Linked DNA regions of Rattus norvegicus: regions 1 and 3 are each linked to region 2. Evidence: chromatin contacts called from public Hi-C data. All regions are on one chromosome and are shown on one strand. The core of a region is the stretch at or near the end of the contact, and the rest is flanking DNA. Distances in the headings are between cores, read along the strand shown.

Evidence for each region. A called contact is a pair of places that touch in the nucleus more often than the background predicts.
Region 1: a Hi-C map of liver shows a contact between it and region 2, with 4 times the contacts expected there. The contact joins the promoter of Edn1 here to the promoter of Hivep1 in region 2. A contact is called at or near these places in 5 of 12 Hi-C or Micro-C datasets (Schwann cells, kidney, liver and 1 more).
Region 3: a contact with region 2 is called in a Hi-C map of liver, with 6 times the contacts expected there. The contact joins the promoter of Adtrp here to the promoter of Hivep1 in region 2. A contact is called at or near these places in 5 of 12 Hi-C or Micro-C datasets (frontal cortex, liver, mammary epithelial cells and 1 more).

Annotation. Positions count from the first base shown.
Region 1 is chr17:22,664,822-22,668,486 of GRCr8, reverse strand. Edn1 (endothelin 1) reads left to right here and starts at 1,800. Exons shown (of 5, transcript NM_012548.2): 1 at 1,800-2,052. The coding sequence starts at 1,989.
Region 2 is chr17:22,915,003-22,918,647 of GRCr8, reverse strand. It overlaps Hivep1 (HIVEP zinc finger 1), which reads left to right and starts at 1,452. Exons shown (of 9, transcript NM_001105751.2): 1 at 1,452-1,503. It overlaps LOC108348545 (a long non-coding RNA gene), which reads right to left and starts at 688. Exons shown (of 2, transcript XR_005495726.2): 1 at 1-688.
Region 3 is chr17:23,134,218-23,137,943 of GRCr8, reverse strand. It overlaps Adtrp (androgen-dependent TFPI-regulating protein), which reads right to left and starts at 2,135. Exons shown (of 7, transcript NM_001395610.1): 1 at 1,962-2,135; 2 at 1,124-1,385. The coding sequence starts at 1,276.

The DNA.
Region 1 (3,665 bases), core at 551-3,050, 250 kb after region 2:
TCTCCTAAGGGACAGAGTTCTCAGTGACCTAAAGCTGCTGCTGTGTTGTCTCCCCTACCGAGATTTCCAGAGAGCTCACTAGGCCTAAGCATGTCCCTGTCCACAGCTTGGGAATCGCTATCAAATCTGCCTTTTGATTGTAGAGTTGAAGAGCTAAATGAATAGTTGCGTGGGGTGGGTCCCTGTGTGGGTCCCGTGTTAGAAGTGAGTCTCTCTTGGCATCTACTCCCAGGGAAAATCGGAGTAGAACAAGAGGGATGAAAGAGGGACCTTTGCGGTGGCATCCTCACATCTTGATTTAGATCCTTTATAGGGAAACCATTGAGTGGATCCCGCGTGTTGTTTCCAGCTTTTGGGCATTCTGGGGGGTCCTCCCTCTTCCTCCCTTGAAAAGTGAAGCTTATTGAAAAAGTCAATGTGCTTTATGTGTGTTTTGCTTTATTCATGAAGACATGTTGTCACTTGTACCTTAATAACCCATGGGCACCCGGGGGAGGGAGCATTTCATGGCAAAATAGACAGGAAACTGTTTGGAAAACGTAAACACGTTATTAAACGGTGAGGTATGATCTGATCCACTTACTCAGTCAGCATAGGCAGTCCTCCCCTCCCCACGCTCTCCCTGTAGCTTCCTAATCAGGCACAGGACACTGGTTCGCCCCAGTGTGCAAGCAAAGTGGGGCGGAGGAGACTGGGAAGTCAGGGAAGGGAATAATGGAATGCCCTGAAGTCACCTCTCCTTTCGTCTGTGAGGCGCCCTTCTCTGCCCGGCCGCGGCTTGTTGCTAATCATTTAGAAGCCAAGGCTTTAATTGTTTTATCTTACTAAAGCACAAGCCCCTGCAGCTCTTCGTCTCCCCCTGGTGTTCGTTCCTGCCATTTCTCAAGATTCTTCCCGATAGCGCGCGCGCGCGCGGGGGGTGGGGGGGGGTGGGGGGTGCAATTCCCAGGGAGAGGCTGGGCACAGGAAATTTTGGAGGGGGGAGAGAGTGGGGGGGTCCTTCTGATCGGCGATACTAGGATGTGCCTGACGAAACCATATTGCTGTTGTTATCATTGTTCCTTAGTTTTCCCTCCTTGCTAGCTCCTGACGGAATCCTTCGCACCTCCGTTGCGAAGAACTTCAGTTTAAAAAAGACTTGGGGGAGTTTGGAAAAGTAAGCTGATCTCCCTAAATAATCTGGTCTTCCTCCCGCCCCCACCCCAAGTAGCAGGGAGTGAAGAACGAAGAGGGGGATCCTCCCCTGGTTTGAATCCAACTAAGAAATCAGAAAGACATAAAAGGAAAATCAAGTGAACAATGATCAGCCCCACCCCCACCCCACCCCCCGCGCGCACAATACAATCTATTTAATTGTACTTCATACTTTTCATTCCAATGGGGTGACTTTTCTTCTGGAGAACCTCTTGATTCTTGAACTCTGGGGCTGGCAGCTAGCAAAAGGGGAAGCGGGCTGCCGCTCGGTGCAGGTTTTGCAGAGGTCTCTGTCCAGTGGGTGTTTTCTTTTTCTTAGCCCTGCCCCTGGATTGTCAGACGGCGGGCGTCTGCCTCTGAAGTTAGCCGTGATTTCCTCTAGAGCCGGGTCTTATCTCCGGCTGCACGTTGCCTGTGGGTGACTAATCACACAATAACATTGTTTAGGGCTGGAATAAAGTCGGAGCTGTTTACCCCCACTCTATAGGGGTTCAATATAAAAAGCCCGGCGGAGAGCTGTCCGAGCCAGACGCGTTCCAGCACTGGCGCTGAGAGCCTGACTGGGTCTGCTCCGCTTGTCCTCGAGCGCTGCCTCCCGGGCTGCCCGCGACGCTTTCGCTCCGGTGAAGGGGCCACTTTTTGAAGACCGCGCTGAGATCTCCAAAAGCCAGAGGCGATCAGAGCAACCAGACACCGTCCTCTTCGTTTTGCATTGAGTTCCATTTGCAACCGAGTTTTCTTTCTTTCTTTTTTTTTTCTTTTTTTCCCTCCTCTTCTTCTGATCCCTTTGCAGAATGGATTATTTTCCCGTGATCTTCTCTCTGCTGTTTGTGGCTTTCCAAGGAGCTCCAGAAACAGGTAGGTGCCACTTGCGAATCTTTCTGCTTCAGCGCAACGCCGTTCTCGCTTCTGTTTTCCACTTTTCTTTTTTCTTTCTGTCCTTTTTTTTTTTTTTTTAAATTACTGAAGCTGGAGCAGCAAGTGCCTTGCAATTACTTCTGTGTGCCAGCGAAAGGAATAAAACTCCTGTTTGAATACAACTGACTACAACCGAGTATCACATAGCTTTAAAATAACGTTGTAGCCGTATCGCTGAGTGGCTACAGCTGAGGCAAGGATATATTTGAAATACGTGTGTTTAGGGTTGCATGGTGCATTTAGGAGCTTATTCAAACGCTGTCTTGATAGTGTGCTAATGTGTAAAATACTAAAACACTCCAGCTTAAAGCCAAGGAATTTTATTCAGGTCATGCAGGCACAACGTGAGCAGTGAAATCACCTGCCGATCAACCGTGCGCTGAGTAACCCCGCAGGCGGTTTCAGGGCGAAGCACATGCTTTCTTTAAAATTTGTCACTATTGACTTAAGGTTTCATTTGGCAGGTTTTTGGCATCCTCAAACAGCCTGAGCTCTATTTCAGTAGTATTCACCTGTCCTGGGAAGGGAGCCGGGATCATTCCTGCCTGATTAAGGAATTAGACAGTATGGGCCGCTTCTGGTTCTTTCTCCTCCCATCCTGTTTTTTTAGGGTCAGTGCCTTCTTTTTGTCTTCACCTGACCCTAAGCAAAGAGAGAGGTTGTCAAAGGGATGAAAATCCTGGAATGTGTCTGATCGTTTGAAATGAACAAAATTGGGAAGAGAAAATGCACGACCAAATGGTCAATTGAAAGAGGCTAGCGATGCTGTGTTGGGCCAGAGGGAGGTGTCAAGTCCCACGCAAGCTGTGCGGCCCCAGGATTCTGAACCCAGAGTACTTCCCTGGCTCCCCTGAGCTGTACCTTCTCTTCCTTGAGTGGCCACTTATCTCCCACCTGCAGTGACTGTTGTAAAGTCAGTTTCTCTTCGGTGTCCAGGCATTTTCTGGAAGTTCTTGCTTTCTGCCTAACATAAAAAGGCACCCATATGCAACCTAGATCATTCTGTGCCCCTACACGAGCTGGAATGGGGTGGGTACCCCTAAGGAGGTTATCCTGAGTTGGGAACGTGGCTCCAAGGCTGCTAGGAATAGACGGTCTGTCTTATTTACTTGTGGCCACCAGCCAGCTTAATCTATGGGAGTTGTGCTAGTCTAAGTCTCAGGTATGGACTTCCTCAAAATTCCATTTTGAAGCGTCTTCAGAAGACTGGAAGAGTCCTTTCCTAGCTGTTTCTCTCTCTCTCTCTCTCTCTCTCTCTCTCTCTCTCTCTGTCTCTCTCTCTCTCTGTCTCTGTCTCTGTCTCTCTCTCTCTCTCTCTCTCTCTCTCTCTCTCTCTCTCTGTGTGTGTGTGTGTGTGTGTGTGTGTGTGTGTGTAATCTCCCTGCAGGTTGGATAAGCCAGCCAGGGTAAGGGTGAAGTCCTGTTAAGCACGGAGAACAAAGAAGTCTCTTTCTTTCTGTTTGTGTTTCTGGCTAAAGGCAGTTTTATGCCTTGTCTGCTTCTATTTGCGCTGCTAGATCTGGCCTGAATACTTGGATGCAGGTGCTTGCTCT
Region 2 (3,645 bases), core at 203-2,702:
TTTTTTTTTACACCTTATCCTTTCCAACTTTGAGGTGACCCGTTAAATCCGTCCCTTCTGCAGACTCTTTTGTGGATGCGTGGAATTTTGAAGTTCAAACTGCTAGTATTCTTCATGTCTATCTACCCTTGAAAACCTGCTTCGCTCCCCAGATCCAGCTCCCCTGATATTTCCAGAAGTTTCCAGTTCCCGTTCTCTAACGCTTTCTAGCAGCCGGGGTCAAACTCTGGTTTGTAATAAATTAGTCTGTCTTTCCATTTCACTCCCCCAGAGTTCCAGAAGCCTGCTGGGTGGCTCCGCCCCGCACCCCCTCCTCGGCTTCCAAAGTTCCCTCGCGGGTTAGTCCCCAGCTGACAGGCAGTCAAGGAGGGGTTAACAGCGCTCGCTGTTGCTTAGGCTCTGGGAAGCACCGGCTCTCTCCGGAATAACCTTGGCTTTCCTCGGTCTTTTAATAGAACATCCGCCACCAAAAGAGTGGTTTCAGTTCAGGGCTTAATAACATGTCCCCTCTGACCCTCCAAGTCAACACCCCAGCCCCCTTTCTCTCTCTCTTTTTTTCAAAGTTATTTTTCAAAGTTAATGAGTTTCAAGTTTCACTATGATTTCCCCTTCCCTCTACGCGGAGCTGAGGAAACCCCCTTGGGGTCCCCCCTCCCTCCCGGGTCCTCCTCCTCCCTACCAGGGCCAGGGCGAGGGGCGGGGCTGGGAGACACCATGACGTCACCGGGCCGGCCCACAGCCTGCTCTAGAAAGTCAAAAGACGGTAAAGAGAATCCGGCCCCGCCCGGCCCCGCCCCTCCTCTCGGGCCAACCGCCCCCGACTGCGGCCCGGCCGGGCTTCCCCGGGCCGCGGAGCCCCGCCTCCGCCACCGCCCCGCCCCGCCCCGCCCCTCGGGCCGCGCCTCCTCCTGCGTCCTGGGTCCCCGCGGCGGGGCCTGCGGCCGGCGGGCGGGCGGGCGGGCGGGCGGGCGGGGCGGCAGGGGGCCCCGGGCCGGCTTCACAGGAGCCCGCCCTCCCGCCGCAGCCCCCGCCCCGCCGCCCCCGGGGATCCCCTGCCGCCCCGCCCACGCGCGGGGAAGCCGCCGACCTTCGCCCTGGCCGCCCTCGCGCTGCCAGCGGTCCTCACGGACACCCGGGAGAGGTAAAGGCCGCTCTCCCGCCGGGTTCCACTCGGTCCCTCCCGCGCCTTGCTCGCGCCTCAGTGCCCGTCGGGAGGAGGCTCTGCTTGTGTCCCGGTTGTCAAGTGCAGCGCAGTTCCCGACGGGTGCGGGCCGGGCTTGGCGGTGGGGGCGCTGCACCCGGGAGAGCGCGGCGCGGGGGGCGGGGGCCGGGACCACCTCCCCCTGGCGGGCGGGCGGGCGGGCGCGCGGGTGTGCGTGTGAGTGTGTGCGCGTGTGCCGGCGCCGACCTTGCGGAGGGGATGCTGCGTGCGGGAGCCGCTTGCCACTTCGGCGGGTCCTGGCCGCGCAGGCGGCGGGAGCTGCGGTCCTGCGAGCCCAGCAGGTACGGAGGGCCGGCCTCCCGGTCGCCACGGCCGCTTCTCGCAGGAGGGCTCGGCGGGGCTGCGGGAGACCAGGCCGCGGCTTCCGCACCTCCCGGCTTTGTGGCTCGCTTTCCCTTTCGTTCTTTGCCGGGAGTGCCTGTTTTACTCCGGGCCACCTGGGTAGTTTCTCTCCGGGTAGGGCGCGCGCCCGCCGCTGGTGGGTCGGGGCCGGTGGGTAGGGGCGCGGGGCGGCTCGGGCTCGCTGCGGGTCGGGCTCCAGCAGGAGTTGCGGCTAGAGAGGGGAGGGGGCTGTGGCGAGGCTGGCGCGAGGAGGAGTCTCAAGGCTGCCGCTCTCGCCGACTCTGTCCTCCTCCTCCTCCTGCTCTCCGCATCCACTCCAGGCTCCTTCCGGAGCTGGCACTTCCATTCCCCCCTCCTTCTGGCATGCGAAGCGCTTTGTTCAGTGCAGCGTTGCAGAGGGGTTTTCCCAGGCTCCGCCCTCCACATTCATTCATGTTTTTTCTCCTTGTGACTGTCTTTACGCTTTTTGATCCTGTCCTGTTTTTGCACCTTGTAGTATGTATTTCTTTCTGGAGAAAGAATGGTTGATCACTGGTCCTAGTCGCTACGGTGCTGTCGTCTTTGAAAATAACCACTTCACCGCGGATTTAAACGTGGGCTGGACAGCTAGGGACAGGGGGGTGGAGGCTGCAAAACCGGGTCGCACAAAGCTGTTACAGGTTGGGAATTTGCATATTTTACATTTAAGCTGGGGGCTGATGGGGGGTCACGTGATCGGCTTACAATCAGAGTTCACGCTTTAAAAACTTCGTAATATTGTGACCGCTTAAAAGCTCTAGTTTTAATACGGAACGGAACAGAACACTTATAGCTTTATGTTTAAATTCTCTGTGCAGTCAAAACCTTTTTGAATGCGAGAGCTGATGGCTCTGTGGTAAAGCGAGCTGAGGAGCCCTATCTTTTGTAGGTCATTAGCTGGTGCTGCAAGAGACATCATCCATCGTTGACCATCCTGTTTCATAGTCTTCCTCTTTGGTTAGATTGTGAATAGTTTGTGCTATGCCGACTCTTAGCCTTGTTAGGAGTACAGCTGCAAGCAAGTTAATTGTAGTCGCCTTTTCCTTATGCGTTTTAGCTAAAGTGAAAACATACATCAAACACCTTATTCTGGGAAGCATTTTCTTTTCCTTGGAGGCGTTCTTCCCGGGAATTAATATTTCAGCATTTTCATGTTGCAGGCAAAGCTTCTACATTGTTTAGCTTAGTCCTTAGTCCTTAGCCCATCTGAGGTGGATACTGTTTCCTGATTTTACAGCTTGGGAAATCCGATCTTCTCTTCTGAGAGCTTAAGTACCTTGAACAAGGCCACACAGTATGGGGTAAAGCCTGGCCTTGAACCTGGTCAGGTTTGATTCCAAAGTATGTCTTCATGACTTGCTGTGTCATTCATCCCTTTGGGAGGGGATTGTCCTTGGTAGGTAAGTGTTATCTTCTCAGAGGAAATGGGCATGGAGTCATGTGGGGCCACATTCCATAGTTACTGATCTGAGGAAGGTTTCATAATCTCTTCCCAAAACTTTTTTTTTTCTCTTTGTAAAATGGATGAATTGGAGCTGTGGTCTTTTTTTTTTTTTTTTTTTTTTTTTTTTTTTTTTGGTCTTTTTTTTTTTTTCGGAGCTGGGGACCGAACCCAGGGCCTTGTGCTTCCTAGGCAAGCGCTCTACCACTGAGCTAAATCCCCAGCCCCCCCCCTTTTTTTTTTTTTTAATCTCTCCCAAAACTTTTTTTTTTCCAACTCTGTAATATTGATGAGTTGGAACTATTGCCTTGGTCGTTAGGATTAAATTAGGTGCTAAGTGGAAACTCTACAGTAAAACAAGTACCATTAAGTGTTCTCTTGTGCTGTGTACAGTAATCGATATGAGAGGTTTTAAACAAAGCATCCTCAGTCTATTGTGTTTGCTTAGTGATTAAACTTGGTTCCACCCCACAGTGCCAGCTTGATGGGCTTTGCTTATCAGCATTGTTGCAGGAACTTAAAGCTAAACTTTTAACTGGTTATTGAGAAAGAATCTGGTGGAAGAGGAGAGAGGGAGGTTGCAGATGGACAAGTGGGTGGTTAACTTTCAAGCATGTTCAAC
Region 3 (3,726 bases), core at 886-3,385, 220 kb before region 2:
GCCCCTCTGCCCCTCTGCCCCTCTGCCCCTCTGCCCCTCTTTCCCTCAGCCCTTCTGCCCCTCTGCCCCTCTGTCCCTCTGCCCCTCTGCCCCTCTGCACCTCTGTTCCTGCCTCTGCAGGGGTTAATGGCTACCACCACCACCACCCTGCAGAACTGTGTATTTTAGCAACAACAACAAAAATTCAGATGTCAATCCTCATGTCTGAAGGATGTTCCATTTTTAGTTTTTAACTTTAAAAGTATATTCCTAAAATACTTTTTAAAAAAGATTTATTTATTTAATTTATTTGTTTGTTTATTTATTTATTTATTTATTTATTTATTTATTTATTATGAATGTTCTGCCTGAATATATGCCCATATGCCAGTAGAGGGCACCAAGATCCCATTACAGATGGTTGTGAGCCACCACATGGTTGCTGGGAATTGAACTCAGGACCTCTGGAAGAGCAGTCAGCGCTCTCAACCGCTGAGCCATCTCTCCAGCCCCCTAAAATACTTTTTTCAAGGCAGTTTTCTTCAACTCATCCAGACTTTGTCCATTAGCACAAGGTCAGCCAGGTTAGGAAGACATCAGGGAATTAAGCTATAAGTTTGGTTTTCACTTTGCTTTATCTGTAATAGCTGAAACTGTGCACTGGCTGTTGGCTCGGGTGATCTCTCCTCTCAGATGAAACTTGAGCCTATAAAAAATCATGGTGGGAGAGGAAGGTGGCAAAATGTGTTTGCTTTTCTTGGATAAATCTGTGAGTCGGTGTGTGCTGTCAAATAACATTACTCCTCCACTGGGAGTCACACTTCCTACTCAACATTCGACACTGCCTTCTTCTCACAGACGTTCCCGAGCAAGGTTCAAAAATCTCTCCTGTGTTTTGTACTCAAGCCTGTGGTCCCCTAGTTGGGCTCCAAGAGTCTTTGTAAAAGAGTATTTAATAGTTAGACACCCCAGGAGCTACGGAGAGTCTCCAAATTACTAGTGATCAGGGGAAGCCCAAAACTCACCAATCATGAAGAAGGAAGACGTACGGGGGTGGGGGGCTTGTGCTCAGTAAAGTGGTGTGTGGGAAAACTCTCCCGTTAGTGATCAGAACTCGGTTCTAGACGTGGAGAAATGAACTTACCAGATTCAGGAGTGTCAAGTACTTGGACCGTCCACCGTCATGGAATTCCTTTAGTTTCTCCTCATCCTTTCCAATCTGTGGGATGTAATAATTGAGGAAAATGTACCAGTTCAAAACAACGAAGTGATACAAGCAAGTAGTTGTTTTCGTCATGGTTTCCGTGGATCAGAACGATGACGACGACGACGAAGGTGGTGGCGGTGTACCTGCTCTGCTCTCACTCGGTCCTGGGAGTCACAGCTGCACTCTGTTCACACCGGAGCTGCAGAAACAAAGCCCTCTGGGGATGAGCATTTCAACACAGGCTGGACTTTGCTTCGCTCTGAGGCACCTTTCCTCACAAGTACGGAATTCAGAGATATCCACGTTTAGATAACTTGACAGTTTGCACCCATTTCAAAACAGGGCTTTGAGGAGAGCAAGGAAGTTGCACTTTGAACAGAGGGCTTAGCCTGCTAAAGAACCGGTTACAGATGCCATCTAGGTAAAAGGTCATGCCTCTGTTCTTTTTTCATTTGGCTGAAAGGTCAGAGTTAGGTAGCAACAGCGTCCCAGCAAAGAAGGGGAGGGTCCTTTTAAACCAGGAAGTACAGACTTGGATGTGTTTATAGCCGGAAGAAAGGAAATAGGGTGTAGTCATTCTACTTGTGAAATCTCTGAGGCCTTTTCAAGCTTGAGAAAAGCCTTTGATCCTCTGAGAACAGGCTCAAAGGAGTCTGGGTCTGCCCGCTCCCCTTACACTACAGAAAGGTGTCCAGACATTTCATCCGCCCTGCATTTGTTCCCGGAGGGAAGAAGCATAAGGAGAGAGACATCCACCGCTGGCAAGCCATCATACCTGAGTGTAGACATGGTTGGTCGTGGGTATATGTCAGGGGTAGCAAGGGCCTCTGTACTGCGCTGGGGAGTACAAGACATAATTGGATTGGGAGAGAAAAGGACAGGTCCCTACCTCCACCTGTGCAGAAGGGGACTTAAGGAGAACTGCAAGCGTCATGCCTTGTGACATCACTGGTTTGTTTCCCTGGGCAACTCGGAGGGGTGAGCAAATTCTTTGAGAAATGCCCCTGGAGGCATTAGGGAAGTCTGCAGTTGACGTTATTCACCATTTCCCCAGGGCTTAGAAGAACTGAGAGAGAGAGCCATAAGGAGCTATGGGAACCCAAATAAAGCCAGAACATGACTCTCTCCCTCTGAAAAGTCAACTGGACCAAACATTCAGACTCATAGGCCGGAGGAGGACAGTGGCCCTGAGCCAGCAGGCCTGCAGGGTAACCGCTTCCCAGTCTGTCGGAAATGTTGTACCAAAATATTACACAGTTGTACGCTTATAAACAAGAAATTTTATTTATCCTATTTTTAGAGGCTAGCATTTTTAAGACCGGGGTGCTGGCAAGTTTGGTGTCTGGTAAGGGTTTGTTTTCTACTTAACACAGATAATCCTGTCACCATGACCTCTCATGGGAAAGAAACAGAACAGTTCCTTTGGGCACCTTTGGGGCCAGAATCCTGAGAAGGCTCTGTCTTTATGTCCCCAGGACTTGTCTATAGCCGTACCTGTGACTAATATCATCAACTCAGAGAGTTAGGATTTCACTCTATGAATTTGGCAAAGGCACACACACTTAAAACAGAAAACCATTCACTACGGAGAGAGCAATCCAGGACATGGAAGCAATGCTGGCTAGGGCTAAAACTGCAAATAACAATAGTGTCTCCTGCTTCTCCAGCACTGTGGCTAAGCATGGCTCTGAGCGGTTTACTAATGTTGGTTCTCTGAACACTAAAGATCATAACGATGTTAGGGCCAAAATGACATGCCCAGCTATAGACTGTGGGCATCTTTATTGACTGTACTTGTTGATTTTGTGTGTCAACTTGACACAGGCTGGAATTATCACAGAGAAAGGAGCCCCGGTTGAGGAAATGCCTTCATGAGACCCAGTTGTAAGGCATTTTCTCAATTAGTGATCAAGGGTGTGAGGGCTCATTGTGGGTGGTGCTATCCCTGGGCTGGTAGTTCTGGGTTCTATAAGAAAGCAAGCTGAGCAAGCCAGGGAAAGCAATCCATGGCCCCTGCATCAGCTCCTGCCTCCAAGTTCCTGCCCTGTGTGAGTTCCTGTCCTGACTTCCTTTGGTGACGAAGCAATGAGGAAGTGTAAGTTGAATAAACCCTTTCCTCCCCAACTTGCTTCTTGGTCCTGATGTTTTGTGCAGGAATAGAAACCCTGGCTAGGACATTGACCAATCAGAAATACTTGGGAGGGCAAAGTTACATGGCATCATTTGGAGCACGTGAGACTTTCCCTAAGGTAAGCCAGGGTTTAGCATTACAATACATAGCAACAGACCAGCCCTCAACGATAAATATCCCTGGATGAATGACCAGAGCCGCTTTCATTTCATATCTGTCCCCAGCAATGACATCAGGTGGAGTTTTTGCCACTTTTGTTGTTGATTTATCTGATTTTTTGTTGTTGCTGCTGCTGTTGGTTTTTAATTTGTGAAATAGACCCAGGTTGTCCCAGAACTCCTGTACTTAAGGACGATTGTAAACTTTTTAAATGTGTGTTGCGGGGAACTACACTTGTGTACACAGGGTA